2 separate regions of the Triticum aestivum genome follow, and region 2 is linked to region 1. Evidence: chromatin contacts called from public Hi-C data. All regions are on one chromosome and are shown on one strand. The core of a region is the stretch at or near the end of the contact, and the rest is flanking DNA. Distances in the headings are between cores, read along the strand shown. Region 1 holds the start of LOC123132342 (EH domain-containing protein 1). Region 2 holds the start of LOC123132344 (T-complex protein 1 subunit eta).

Region 1 (4,271 bases), core at 1,499-3,998:
GTCCTCTTTGACCGTCAGCACGTTGAAGTGATTTTATATGTTTTTTCCGGCGCCGTCGGTTCGCCCTCAAATGGAAAAAATAAGTGTTTTATCCCCATGAGTTAACCAATCAAGACGTGCCCTCTGGCGCCACAACATTTCCTCACGATAGAATAGTTCAATCAATCTATCTACAACCTTTGTTTCCTCATGCGTCAGACCGGATCTTCCTTGGGCAGAGCGCAGCTACTCCAGGCGGGCCTTTAATTGGTTGATCTCTTTTTTAACCGAGCCAAAGTGGGTGCGATCCCAGGCCGACAGGTCCCCTGCAAGATTCCTGAGCTTCTCGTGCAGCGAGACCGCAGTTTCCGTTGGTTGCATGTTCCATTGGTGGCTGAAAGTGGTGAATAAAGAATCCTCCCTCTCCCACATCATTTCATATTTAAAAGGTCTGGGACCCACAGTGCATGCATGCAACTCACGTAACATGAGAAGGATTGGTGAATGATCTGATCCGGCTGCGTTTTAATGGGTTAGGGACGTAGATGATAAGGCCAAGAGCCACTCAGGGTTTACAAGACACCTATCCAGCCTCACCCTTGTATACGTGCCTCCTGCAACCTTTTTTTCGAACGTCCAATCCGTTCCAGTGTATCCAATATCTGTCAGGCCGCATGAGTCAACCACTTCTCTGAACGCTTCAACTTGAGCTTGACTCCGGGTTCTAACTCCGTCATGTTCATGGATATGTAAAACTTCATTAAAGTCACCTATTACCGACCATGGCCTATTCCGTATTTCAGCTATCCCCCGTAGGGTATTCCACGTATGATATCTTTCCGGTACTTGAGCTTCACCATACACAAAGGTCACCCTGACCTGCAAATCCGCCAAACCATCAACAAGAGTATCAATATGGTACTTCAAGTAACCAGTAATTTCAACTTTTATTTCATCATTCCAGAAAATTCCAAGACCACCACTTCGTCCAGAACTACTAACAACAAAACTTTTATTGTAACCTAAAGTGTCCGCTAAGTTTTCAACTCTTGATCCCTCTATTTGTGTTTCTACACTACATAGGATAGAGGGGGCAAATTGCCTCGCTAATTCGCGAAGCTCACGAACTGTTGTGGCTTTGCCAATTCCGCGGCAGTTCCAACTTAGCAGACTCATTGCGCTGGGCGCGACCCCACTGGGAGGCCCGCCAATCACGCATCGGTGGTTTTGTCGAGGGCTAGAGCCTTACTCGCAGCAACCTCACTGGTAGATGTACTAGGCTTGTTCCTCTTCGGTTCCTGCTTGGACGAGGGACTGGCTGGAACAGTTGGTGCAGGGAGCGAGAGCATCGTTTTAGCCAGTACCGCTTGGCTTGGGGAATGTTGATCAACCATAAGAGCAGCCCAGAAGCTACCCTTTTCCTATTCTTATCTTCCTCCTCCATAGCAACATCTTTCTCTGAATCATACTCTGAGCTTTCACGATCCTGGTTGTACATGGGATTATTTTGCATGGTCGAGCGACCTCCACCTCTACCAGTGCGGCCTCTGCCACGGCCTCCCCTAGATCCACTGCCTTCTCCCGGTCCATTGCCCGGTCCCCTGAACCAGCTCGCCTTGAGATCCTTGAACACCAACGCCTTCGCAGGGTGAATCCCGTCACCACATTCCTTAAACAGATGCCCCAAATTGCCGCACACAACACATCAATCAGGCAATCTCTCATAGTTTACCCTGAAGATGACTCGCTCTAGGGAGTCCTTCTTTCTGATCACAAGTGAAACAACGTTTTTGAGGGGCTTCGTGACGTCAATTCTCACCCGGACACGCACGAAGTTACCTTCAAAGTCGTGCAATTTAGGTTCAGTAAATATGAATTCGCCCACTGTCGATGAAAGAGCCTTTACTTTGGGGAAGTATCCGTCTGGTAGGACGTGGATCTGGATCCATATGTCAATTTGTTCAGTTCAATCAATGAAGGCTTCGTGAACCCATCATACGGTGCAAGGACCACCGCCTTTCCCTTAAAATTCCACGGTCCTTCTTCCATCACTCTTTCCCAATCACCCAGACAAGAGAATTGCAATGTATAGAGATTACCCTCAAGCGGCCTGATCTGCACCTCTTGCGCCAGATCCCAGGCCACCCTCGTGTTCTCATAGAACCAATATTGGTTGTAGGATTTGTCGGAGTGTACCGTGGCGATCGCCATCCAGCGGGTCACCTCCGCCGGCAGCTCGCCTTACTCCACCACCACATCCTGCAGTTCATCCTCCTTAAGCCCAAGCTCCGCCATCATTGCTTCGAGATCGGATTTGGCTGTTCCCGAACTTGACGCAGAAGAACCCATGATGCCCTAGCCCGAGGTTGTTTAGATCCGCGGGCGGTATGAACCCTAGCGCCGTCGCCAATCCCCCGTCGACTCCGAGGCCCCAAGACACCAAAGATCACCGGAGGGGGTAGAACGGTAGGGGAGAGAAGTCTCTACGGGAGGCCAGCCGCCATCGCCGAGAGTAGGAAAAACCCTAACGAGAGGGGAGACGTTTCTTGATTGTTTTCATTCAGCCCAGATGAAAAGAAAAAACAACCCACAACTGACCTAACAGGCCTTCTAGTCTAGTCATATGGGCCGAACACCGTTTCATTCCAAACAATAATTCCGAGCACCGGTCCAGCCCTAAAATAAAGGGGAGCGTCCAGCCCCATTAAAGAAACTGAAAAAAATCGCCGGGGCGCGTGCTCGGTAGGGCAGGGTGGGGGGTCCCCGATTTCAAATGCCTCCCCATTCCACGCCCAAAAGGGGGAGAAGAGACGAGCACCCGCACCCCGTGAGGTTTCCGTTTGTCCACTCCTGCTGCCGCTGCTGCTCGCGCCCGCCGCCACCGCCGCCGCCGCCGACTCGAGGAGGGAGGCCGTGGATGGAGATCGCGCGGTCCGCCGCCGCCGTGGGCTGCTCCAAGGAGCACCAGAGGATCTACGCCGACTGGTTCGCCATCGCCGACCCAGGTGCGTGTTCTCGCAACCTTCGCCGTTCCCACCACCAGCGCCCCCAAATCGAAGGATTGGGAGGGGATGGCCGACGCTTTGCTGATTCTCCGGTGGCCGCGTCCCCGGCTGTCCCTGCAGATGGAGACGGGCGCGTCACGGGCGCCGACGCCACCAAGTTCTTCGCCATGTCCGGCCTCTCCCGCGCCGACCTCAAGCAGGTGAGTGAACCGGCCGCCGATACCCCGAGTTTTGCCGCTGGTGGATGGGAGTCTAACTAGTCCGTTGTCGGCCGATTCAAGGTCTGGGCGATTGCTGACTCCAAGCGTCAGGGGTACCTCGGCTTCGGCGAGTTCGCGGCTGCGATGCAGGTTTGCCCACTTTTGCCCTCACCGTTTAGGCGCGTCTGTGCTGCTGGTAGTAGGAGATGTGAGATGTGACTGTGCGGTGTTGACGGTTTCGTCTGTTGCAATCTGCAGCTCGTTTCTCTCGCTCAAGCGGGCAATGAGATCACCCAGGACAGTCTCAAGCGTGAAGGTTGGTGACACCTTGTTATGATGTGGGCTGTGAACTGCGCCTCATCTGTTTTTATTTCCGCTGAGTTCAGCTGTGTGTGATGTTTGAGCTGGATGGCTTGTGGCTGTGTTTGCAGATCTGAGTAGCTTCGATCCTCCTGTGATGAAAGGTCTTGATGAACTGCTTGCTGTAAGTTTACAAAATGTATAGATTACCCTGTGGCATTCAAGTAAATTTACCGCCTCTCACACTAACATGGTATTTTGTAATGGGTATTTCTTTTTTAGAGATCAATGGCTATTGTGAATGTAGTTCGCCCACAAGAAAATGGTAATCAGTCTGCCCCCTTTTCCCACGGTAAATCATGATAATAAAGTCCTCTATGATGCTAATCATTTCTGTTCTGTTCAGGCACCCCTCAGGTGCAAGCACCTTCTACAAACAGCTGGTTCAGTTCCAAATCAGCAAAGAAGGTACTCTACTTATGTGCAATCTTTCCATTTTCAGTAACTTTGTCATTGCAGCACATATTATTTTTCTCTCTTTGTTGTTAACTAAACCACTGTAACTTATTGAATCATCGAAGCTGTCTTTGCCAATTAGAGCATGTATTCACAGCAGTCTCTTTCTTTGGTGCTTTGTAGATTCAAACGCCTCTGACTGCTGTTACTTCTGTAATTGATGGCTTGAAAAGACTCTACATCGAAAAACTGAAGCCTTTAGAAGTTGCATACCGGTTCAATGATTTTGCCTCCCCATTGCTGGTATAGACTTCTGTTTAAACCATTGTTT
Region 2 (4,426 bases), core at 767-3,266, 190 kb before region 1:
TATCTTGTAGCAAGAAACCAATTCAGTGTTATATACTAATGTCATTTCTAGCATGTTGGAAGACTGAAGTATGGATGAGTAGAAGAAAAGCATATATCCTACCAAAGTGACAATTGCTGGAAATTACCTTCTTAATTCCAATAAGGTTAAGTCTGTCATCATGACCAATAGCAAGGACAGCATCCACAACCATAGAAGCAAAGAACTCCTTCTCTCCGCTTATCAATTTTGATGAGAGTGTTGTGGCAGCACACTTGGCTAACAATGATTTCTTCTCTTCCAGGCTTTTTCCTTCTATGCTGACTGCGAGCTCTTTAACCCTTTCAATCGCCTGATGCAAATTTCAGGTTAACAGAATCAGCTTCAGAGTTTACAGGCAAGTCAAAGTTCGGCCATTCAAAAGATAGAAAATTAATGGTGGTCACGGACCATGTTGCCAGCACTCCTATAACTACGGATTATATTATGACAATGCACTCCATCCTCCACGTAAGGTTTAGCTTCCTTCATGAATTCTGCAGCAAGAAGCACCACTGTAGTTGTGCCATCACCAACCTGAAGTAAACAATAAAACTGATGTTACTAAAACGTCCCAACAAGAAAATAAAGGCTAAAACTAATAGGTCACTCAGATAGTGCTGTGGTAGAAATTAAGACCAGCGGTAAAAAGCAACTGCTGCGGTTCATGACACTTTCACTTCTTACTACCAAGTAATTAACCACCAATTCTAAAAAATGCACTCATTGCAAGAAAGGCATAACCTGAAAACTGGAAATAGATTCGCTGGTAGGAAAGTCAGAAAGCAATTCCTTGTAGTTCACAGCTAATTTCTAGTTAACAGGGAAGCAATTGAACATCAGAGAAGATAAAATCAAAACAAACAAGTACACAGATTGCAATATAAAGTACATCCATGCAAATATACAACATGAGAAATGTTGATCGAACCAAAGCTAAAAATAACCCTTTGTGTGGACAAATTTTGAGTTCAAACAGCAGATATCAGTATGTCACCCAGTGGCGGCATCAGATGCCCATAATCAATAGTTTGAGCTGGGTATTTCACATCTTCCAGGTGGATATCAGGGTTCATCCGTGGGATAACTGTGAGCTGAATGACGGGGGATAATAGTTTTAGTCGGTCCCCAGATCAAAGAGGAGACCATTGCATTTTAACGAATTTACTCTAGTCGGATTAATAACACTGGCAATGCTGCAAAGGATTTATTTAGAGTTCCATTTGCAAACAAGAAAACACGCTTTGGTACAATAACAAGATCAAACTACAGTCTACAGAGCAGCCGTATGCACGTAATAGACTCGATTTATCTAAGGCACGAACAGCGTTAAGCCCCAATGCACCAGAAATGCATCAAGGAGAGGACACTGAGGGCGTTATTTCTGTGACAACAACAGCGAGTAACAACAGTACAGCAGGCAGACGGATGGATACCTCGGAGTCCTGAGACTTGGCGATGTCGACGAGGATCTTGGCGGCGGGGTGCACGATGTCGAGGAGGCGCATGATGGTGGCGCCGTCGTTGGAGATGGTGGTGCCCTTGTCGTCGTGGATGAGCTTGTCCATCCCGCGGGGGCCCAGGGTGGTCCGCACCGTGTCGGCCACCGCCGTGCACGCGCTGATGTTGCTGACCACCTGCGCGCGGCCCTGCGACGTGTCCGTCCCCTCCTTGAGCAGGATGATCTGCGGTTGCTGCGGAAAACGGAAACCCCACGGGAACGGGTCAGAGCCATGGATCGATCCCAAGCTTGCTTGCTTGCGAGAGAGGGGGAGGCGGCGGCGCGGCGCGGCGCGGATGGATCAGGGTTCCGCGGGGGAGGAGCTTACCATCATCGACGACATGGCTGGTGGCTGCGCGGAGGCGGAGCTAGGGTTTGGAGTGGGGCGAGAGATCTGGGCGGCGCGAGAAGAAAGAGGCCGAGAGGGAAGTGGGGAGGAGGGAAAAGGGTTTTGCGGTTTAGGTTGCGAGGTCCGTCTGAAAGCCCACGAAGCAAACACAGCCGAGCCTTCTAGTACTCGCTCCTGCCCTGATGTGAGCCCTTGATTTTACTGCTTTCAGCGGCTTCGATGAGGCCACGTCATTTCGTATGACAACTTTCGCTGTGTCATTTTTCATGCTACATAAAGTGGACAGTGGTATCCTCAACCCACCAGGGTTTAAATCCTGGTACTCGCATTATTCCTGAATTTATTTCAGGATTTCCGGTGATGCGCTTTCAGTGGGAGGAGACGTTTCCGTCGACGACGAGGCGCCTACGGTGACTTCGTAAATCTCAAGATAATATGCCGACTCGGTTTCTCGGAGGTGCTCATAAGGGTAGGGTGTGCGTGTGTGCGTTCATAGGGGTGAGTGCATGTGCGTGTATATGAGCGCTTGTGTCTGTACTGATGCTCAAAAAAAATGCTCTAGTCACAAAAACAATACAGTAATTTAGCATTTTGAATAAGATGTGCAGCATGCATTTTCAATATTTTTTGGTAGTGATAATTTTCTGAATCATTTATCTCCATTGAAACTTGTCACAAACAGGCACACGTACTATTCCTTTGACAGGTATACGGGTTTTTTTCTCCAACCTATATGTAAGGGCTTTCTAATTAAGAGAATATCACATGGAAATCAAGTTTCGGTGAAAAATCGATGAAAATCATGTGAAAACGATGTTTTAAGGTTAAAAAAAACTCAAAGGTATACAGGATGTTAAGAGTGATATGTTCTATTAGCATCTGGAATTTTGAAGATCAGACGCATTACCACTTACGAGCTATGAAAAGAACAAATTCTGCAATGAATAGTGACTGGTGATGTGTTTGAACTTGAAATTTCGCATGGCAATAGAACATCACCCTCTTAACATCCTGTTTTTTAGATTTTTTTTCTATAAACTTTCAAGTTGGGGCAATTCCATTTCTCCCCCTAACTTGAGCCACCACCTGGCATTTGCCCCTAATTTTCTGGTATGCTCAAAAACACCCCTCTTCCGTCTGTGTCCCTTACATAAATCCCCCTCCGGGTCCTCCGTCAGGTCAATGAGGTTTGACTGGTATATGGGCGTCTTTTGGACATTTTAGCCCCTGGTTCTTACATGTGGGCCCAGTGACTTATCCCCGCACTCTGTTTCTTCCACCTCTTAGAAGCGCCAGGAACAGGGTGGAAGGCAATTCACTGGCGGCGCACTTGGAGCTCGGGGAGTGAGGCCACGCTCTGGAGCTCATGGATGTGCACCTCTGGCATGTCGTGCGCGAGCTCATCTGTCGCTGTAGAGGTAAGTTCTTTCATGGATTTGTCCCTTGTGGATTTCTCATTAGGGTTCCGCGAGCTCAAGCTGGGGATTTGCCTGTTGTTAGGTCGACGGGGGCGGTACAGTGCAGTTCCCGTCCGAGTTCGACATGCCGGATCCGAGTTACTGTGACCTTGAGGATCTTTCCAAGCATCGGTGCCCCGGGCACGGGCTCGTTCCCACTCGCCATGTCACCTGGGGAGGAGCAAGCACAGGGAGACGTTTTCTTGGATGCCAGTTAGATGTAATTTGTCTGATGTCTCTGCTTTGCTTCAATTTGGTGCAGAGATTTAATTTTGATGGTTTTTGATGTTGTAGCTTCCTGAACAATGTGAATGGGTTGTTTGGGTTGACCCTCCTCCTTCAGATCTTGTTGGGCGTGCATTTGAGTCACTTATTGATGGTCTAGAAGCAAGTTGGCTCAGATCTCATCGTTTAGAGAAGAGGGTGACACAGCTCAAAGAGAAGAAGAAGAAGAAGAAGCTAAAGTCAGAGTTGAAGAAGATGCATGACCATATTGAAACATGGGCATTTATGACGATAATTGTGGGCATTTGCCTTCTTTCCTATTTGTTTGGTTCAAAGAATGCATATTAGTCAGTGAGATTGTAATGAATTTAGCTTGATGTTGTGAACTTAATGCTTTGAATTTAGCTTGATGTTGTGAACTATATGTTGTGGGCATCAATTTGATCTTGTGATTTTGTGATGTTGTGAACAAAATCTTGTGCATGTTATAATGAATTTAGCTTGATGTTGCGAAATAAATGCTTCAAATTTAGCTTGTTGATGTGAACTATATCTTGTGGGCATTAGTTTGATCTTGTGGGCATCAATGTGATGATATGAACAATCAATGGTGAATAACAAATCCCAATAAGCAATGATCAACAACAACAAGATAATAAGCATGTTCCAGGGCCAACAACAACATTACCGAGTAGTAGAGTACATACAACAAGATATTAAGCATGTTCCAGGACCAACAACAACATTACTAAGTAGTACAATACAAAAAACAATATACTAAGCATGTTTCGGGACCAACAAGAACATTACATGCAGGTTCCGGTAAGGAATGCTCACCGTTTTCACAACAAGTTCCCCCTCTTGCTCCTAGTGTTG

Evidence for each region. Hi-C and Micro-C count contacts between places; a contact is called where the count stands out from the background.
Region 2: a Hi-C map of leaf shows a contact between it and region 1, with 4 times the contacts expected there. The contact joins the promoter of LOC123132344 here to the promoter of LOC123132342 in region 1. A contact is called at or near these places in 3 of 5 Hi-C or Micro-C datasets (all in leaf).

Annotation. Positions count from the first base shown.
Region 1 is chr6A:106,641,456-106,645,726 of IWGSC CS RefSeq v2.1, reverse strand. It overlaps LOC123132342 (EH domain-containing protein 1), which reads left to right and starts at 2,748. Exons shown (of 16, transcript XM_044552117.1): 1 at 2,748-2,984; 2 at 3,105-3,184; 3 at 3,266-3,334; 4 at 3,443-3,500; 5 at 3,616-3,668; 6 at 3,767-3,809; 7 at 3,891-3,952; 8 at 4,124-4,243. The coding sequence starts at 2,753.
Region 2 is chr6A:106,829,194-106,833,619 of IWGSC CS RefSeq v2.1, reverse strand. It overlaps LOC123132344 (T-complex protein 1 subunit eta), which reads right to left and starts at 2,016. Exons shown (of 14, transcript XM_044552119.1): 1 at 1,848-2,016; 2 at 1,455-1,712; 3 at 430-555; 4 at 128-331. The coding sequence starts at 1,862.